Linked DNA regions of Ovis aries: region 2 is linked to region 1. A link is a contact called in public Hi-C data. All regions are on one chromosome and are shown on one strand. The core of a region is the stretch at or near the end of the contact, and the rest is flanking DNA. Distances in the headings are between cores, read along the strand shown.

Region 1 (3,042 bases), core at 163-2,662:
GTTCAGATCAGTCGCTCAGTTGAGTTCGACCCTTTTCCACCCCATGAACCGCAGCACGCCAGGCCTCCTTGTCCATCAGCTCTCAGAGTCCACCCAAACCCATGTCCATTGAGTCGGTGATGCCATCCAACCATCTCATCCTCTGTCGTCTCCTCCTCCTGCCCTCAATCTTTCCCAGCATCAGGGTCTTTTCAATAAGTCAGTCTATATAACAATGTAGCCTCATAACTGAGGCTAAAGGTAATTATTTAGAATACCTGGGAAGCTAAAAGGGCTAGTGGCCTCTTTGGGATAACTTCTACTTACTTGTCTGCCTGGATAATTTGAGGGGTGACACAGGATGCAGTCAGTTTACCATTTTGAGTCTATACAACAGGATACATTACATTTGGCTTAATTAGTATAAACATAGCAGTTACTTAATGAGTCCTACTGTGCCTTTTGCATTATACTGTGTTTAATACAGAAATACAGACAGGAGTAAGGAACAGTCTCTGCTCTTAGGAGCACATATTGGGCACCGAAAGGGGGAAACAGACATTGTAACTTTGGTATTAATATAATCTCTTAAAGCTACGTGAATGGTATGAACAAAGTGCTGAGGGAAATAGAGAAAGGAGGTGACAGAACAGCTCATAAGGTTGTGGGGATTTTAAAAAAGTTCAGTTCAGTCGCTCAGTCGTGTCCGACTCTTTGCGACCCCATGAATCGCAGCACGCCAGGCCTCCCCGGAGTTCACTCAAACTCACGTCCATCGAGTCGGTGATGCCATCCAGCCATCTCATCCTCTGTCGTCCCCTTCTCCTCCTGCCCCTAGTCCCTCCCAGCCTCAGAGTCTTTTCCAATGAGTCAACTCTTCGTATGAGGTGGCCAAAGTATTGGAATTTCAGCTTTAGCATCATTCCTTCCAAAGAACACCCAGGACTGATCTTTAGAATGGACTGGCTGGATCTCCTTGCAGTCCAAAGGACTCTCAAGAGTCTTCTCCAACACCACAGTTCAAAAGCATCAATTCTTCGGCGCTCAAATTTCTTCACAGTCCATATATGTGCAAATAAAAAAATGTCATACTCTTAACTCTGATAATTACATAGCAACCCCTGCATTTATACCGGTGTTGGCGATCTTGGCAGACCATGAACTCCTCGCCTTTCAGGAGTTGCTAGTTCCCTTAAGCCTCAGACTACTTTAAAGTCTGGCTGAACTGAGGAGTTTCTGGATAGTTATGCAGGACTAGGCGGGAACAGAGGATCCCACAGTTCCTGCGAATCCGAGCCTGTGGAGGCGGTTATACTCCGCAGATTACGGCAGTGGGCGGGCCCCAAATCCCCATGTGGTCCCGACATCATTGACATGGCGGAATCCCCCATCTAACCCTCCTGGTAGTTATTTGAGCGGCGGCGGCGGCCGGAGGAGGAGGAGATCGGCGGTGGAGACGGCGGCGGCGGCGGGAGCAGCGAAGGGGCGGCAGGGATTCTCGGGGCTGTCGGCTGGGGAGGCGTGGGAGACCCGGTGTGTGGCGCGCCCGGAGCCCCGCGTTTCAGCCCCAGGGAAGGTAAGGGATGCAGGAGCGGGAGTCTGGAGGGGACCGGGATCCCAAGTCTCTGCCGCCACTCTCGGCGCGCTGGAAAGCCCCGTCCGGACGCAGAGTCCGCCAAAGTGCGTGCCTGTCCCGCAGCGCTTCGGGAGCGCCGGGCTTCCCGAGGAAAACTTGCCGCCAGAGTGCTGGGGCGCCCTGCGCTGATCTGGGCACCCCGGGAACAGGGGGCCCGGTGTGGGGGGTGCCGGCCTCCGCTTTGCGGCCGCGTCTTACTGGGCTCCGGGCCCCCGCTCATCCACACAGCTGGCCAAGGTTTGGAGGAGGGAAAAAAACGGGTAGATTCTTTCTTGATGGAAAAAAAAAAAAAAAAAAAATCTGGGCAGTGGTTCCCGGGCTCTCCCTCCCCCCTCGTCCTCCCCAGCCTTCCCAGCAGATTTTGTCCGAGGAATCCGCTCCCCCTCCCGGAATCTCCGCGGCAGGAACGCTGCCCAGGAGGGGGAGGGCGGGCGGAGAGGCCGAGGAATCTTCGACGTGTCACTTTCTGAGGCCGTAGATTTCCATATGGTGGAGGGAGGAGGGCGGGTGTGCGAAGTGGGGCTGAAGTCGGGCCGCCTCTCCGCGCCAGGCGGGGGCGGGCCGGGACCTCCGACCCGGGGATGCTCGCGGGGAGGGTCCCAAGCCCGAGCCGGCCCCCCCCGCCCAGGCCAGGCCTCTCAGGGACACTCCCCGCCTCGGCGCTGGCCACCTCAGTGCGCGCCACGTCCTCCCTCCCCGTCCTGCCCCCCGGGCTCCCCCCGGGCTGGGGGCGGTAACCGGCGGCAGCGGCTGGACTCCGCGAGCCTGGCGGCTGGAAGCTCGGGCGGGGGAGTGGGGCTCGGCGGGAAGGAGCGGGCGACCCGGTGTGTGGGCCAGCGTAGCTCCGGTCAGTCGGTCACCCCGAGGGGCTCCCGGGCCGGGGTGGGGCGGGCCGGCGGAATCCGCGCCCCGAGGCGGCCGGGAGGGGCCGCGCGGACCGTCTGGTGCCCGCGGCTGGGCGGGGGCCGGCCGGCGTGGGAAGGGCTTGTCACTCCGGGTGGAAAGTGGGGCCTCGGGCTGTGCCCGCGAACTTTCCCAAAGGTCCGGTCCCCGCGCCCCATAGGAGCCCGAGCACCCGGGCCTGATGTCCCCGGAGACGGGGCAGGGCCGCCCGGCGGCGCCGTTGGCGGGGAGGCTTCCAGGAGTGCGCGGTTGGAGCTGGAGCTTTTCGAATCTCAACTCCCACCCTTCTATCTTTGACTAAGGGAAGCGATGGCATTTTATCTGGACAGTACCGTTTGCGGACTGCCTTAAAAGTTAAAACTTTTAATTTTTTTCTCATCAGTCCAGCACGTTCTTGAAACAAGATTTGGAATTTGGCCGCAGTGGGCCGACGCCGGGGCCGCAGATTCATACGTTGATCTCTCCATCCTTGTTGGTTTCTTGTCTCCCTCCCCCTCTTCCACCCAGGCTTAATCATATTTTGG
Region 2 (3,042 bases), core at 162-2,661, 54 kb before region 1:
TCCCAACCCAGGGACAGAACCCCAGTCTCCTGCATTGGCAGGTGAATTCTTTATCACTGAGGCACCTGGGAAGCCCAACCAGTCACAAAAAGGAGTGAAGAACTGATACACACTACAATCTGGATGAACCTTGAAAAAATTACACTAAGTGAAAAAAGTCAGTCATGAAAGGCTGCGTGTTGTATGATTCCATTAATACAAAATTCCCAGAATAGAAAAATCCATACACACAGAAAGTAGTGGTTGTCAGGATCTGGGAGAAAGCAGGAGGGGAGTAGACAGTAACCACTAACAGGTACAGAGTTTCTTTTTTGGGTGACGGGAATGTTCTGGAATTAGGTAGTGGTGATGGTTGCACAGCATTAAGGATGTGCTACAAACCACTGAATTTTACACATTAAAATGGTGAATGTTATATGAATTATTTCTTCATAAAAAAATTTTTAGGTGGACCTTCAAAGACAGGTAGGGACAGGCCAGGCAAATCAAGGAGAATGAGGGTACCCGGACTGAGAACACCTAGGTCAAATTTCAAAAGCAATAAAAATCAAGCTTTGTTACGGTAAGAACCTGGTAGAATGGCTGTGCTGCTCAAAGGTAGTCAGTGGCCTGTGGGTTGTTATCTATGATGGTACAAGGAAAGAAGGAGAGAGTGTGCTGTAGAAATGCTAGCAACCTAACATTGTGTGGTTGTTGGCCTCCAGTCCTTGGATGGGATATAGAGCAAAGGTGATCATGTTTGTGTGTAGATAGGTCGCCCAAACTGCACACTAGTCCTTCACAGTAGGACCACATAGCTGGCCTTGACAGATGGGAAATGAAAACAGCGGGTTCTTCACTTTGTAAAATTTGAGAAGTATTGTCATATGGGATGCATTACAAGGAGTAACAGCCCGGAGACATGGGTTGGGAACTGAGTGCAAACAGCTTTATAAGTAAAATAGTTTGAAGTCATCTTCATCCAGAGTTCTTTGACCAATTTCTACCTAGTTATATACCATGAACGACACTGTGACACTTCTAAGCATAGATTATCTCTTAGGAGTTGAGAAAATGAGGAATCAGGCAATTTCAGAGGAAAGAAAATCTTCAAAAACAAAACAAAAACCCCTTGGAAACAGTGAGGGCACCACTATCCCTTCTTGGAGGCAACGAAAAATACTTGGAATCATTAAAAAGGGTTAAAAGATACACATGGCACACTAATTCAAAAGTCAACGATTTATTTCTATTTATTGAATAAGAGAAACCAGAACAAGCCATTCCAGAAAGAGAAACTGAGTTGAGAGCTAGGTTAATGGTAGAGAGACAAAGTCAGGCAGAGGAGAAGTAGGAGATCTCATTGCTCACACTCTCCCTCCGAGGGAAAGAGCCAAGCCAGCCTGCTCAACCTTTCAGAAGCAGAGCACTATATTGATTCCAGACATTGTTATTCCTGCACACGAGGTGGTGGAGGAGGGTTGTGGGCGGGATGAAGAAAGGAAAGGAAACCAAGGTATTGACAGAAAAACAAGCTTCTACTTTCTCAAAAGTCTTGGATGTCACTATGAAGCAACCACAAGACTTCCCCTGTTGTCACATGTCGACTCATTCTTCCCAAAGTGAGTCCGTTTATTTAATGTCTAGTTTCATTAAAGTCGATAAAATTTTGTTTCAGAATCCGGGCAGTGCTAATGTAAATGCTTGTTTGTCTGGGGTTGTGCAGAATGAAGGAAGTTCATGCTCTGCGCAAGTAAAGCAATGTGTCATGTCATATTGCCAAAAGGTTGCATCATTTCTAAACTTTCCGGAAGACTGGATGGATGAGAGGTCATCTATGTTTATTTTGTGAAGTTCGGCCTACCAGGAAATGTGTGGGTACAAGAGATATTTTAGGCCCATGAGACTCTCACTTTAGATGCTTAATCCAGCAGCATGTGCTATAAGCTTCAGTCTCTAACTAAATCTTTGAAAAGAGTGGCAAGTTGTGAAGTATGCAAGGTTTTTGGCTGCACTAACAGAGCCACGTATAAAATCCTGTTGCCAAACAGAGACTAGAACCAGATGACAAAGACTGAAAACACACTCTGTGTATTGACTTTCTCTATAAAATACTCATTATAACCTAATTCAGTAATATTTGTTTCTAGGAGAATTGCATAATCACTCAGCAACCCATATTAATTAAGTCTGCAAACTGACCTTGAAAGAAGACTTTTAGACGGAACTTTTCATGTCAGGTTTCTTTAAGAATATAATAGAATTACTTCACAACAAGGAAGAAAAAACTGTTTTAAGGAAGTAATTTTTAACATACAGCGTAACAGATGTGATAGTTAATGGCCCACCTGCAATCCTGTTCAAGTTCATTCATGCACATTTTATATGTCATCTTCACATCCTCCATAATCCAGAAGATAACAATATCCCTTCCCTAGAATAAACGGCTTTTCTTTACTTTTTCATGTGGTCTTGGGGGGAGGGGAGGTTGCCAAAGAAAGTTACTCACACGAAGACACTCTCAACACACAAACACACCCCTTCCTACCCTCATCACACACATAAAGCACAAGGAAACCAAGAAACAGGAGATAATGATACTAACACCCAGAGGAAGGCAATGCCAAGAGAGGGAAACAGAGGCCAGCTCTGTCCCCAGAATGCACAGCAGAGAACCCATACGTCGTCTCTATTGTTGAAGCTATTTGGGTTGAGTTTTTATTTGAAACTCAAAGAATCCTAACACCAAAACCCAAGATGTCCATCTCCCTAGCAGACAGTACACCTCGTTGTACTATTTCAGGAGGTTGGAGGGGCATTCTGAAATAGCTCAATGGAGAATATTGTCTAGGTGATTGGAGTAGTTTCTATGTGACTGTTGCTCCTTGGAACACAATCCCACTTACATATGCTACCAAGTGAGTAGTGCCCCCTAGAGTTGTGCAATATGATATATAGAGGTAATCATAACCCACCCCACTGTACCAGTTAGCACCGTCAGTCTCTCTATATACCTAACACTGCTTGGTCTTGGGTGAGCAAGCTTCTTCTAGAACTTGCTGC

The links. A called contact is a pair of places that touch in the nucleus more often than the background predicts.
Region 2: a Hi-C map of liver shows a contact between it and region 1, with 3 times the contacts expected there. The contact joins the enhancer-like site here to the promoter of FNDC3B in region 1. A contact is called at or near these places in 4 of 16 Hi-C or Micro-C datasets (blood, liver and skin fibroblasts).

The regions. Positions count from the first base shown.
Region 1 is chr1:216,168,462-216,171,503 of ARS-UI_Ramb_v3.0, reverse strand. It overlaps FNDC3B (fibronectin type III domain containing 3B), which reads left to right and starts at 1,412. Exons shown (of 26, transcript XM_015092550.4): 1 at 1,412-1,555.
Region 2 is chr1:216,222,825-216,225,866 of ARS-UI_Ramb_v3.0, reverse strand. The region is part of intron 1 of LOC121816934 (a long non-coding RNA gene); the gene reads left to right. Among named protein-coding and RNA genes, the nearest start is that of FNDC3B, 54 kb to the right of the region's middle. Within about 2 kb of position 1,411, at least 14 of the 54 cell types and tissues checked have an H3K27ac peak or open chromatin away from gene starts, as enhancers often do. A contact at or near this core is called in liver, where this site is marked.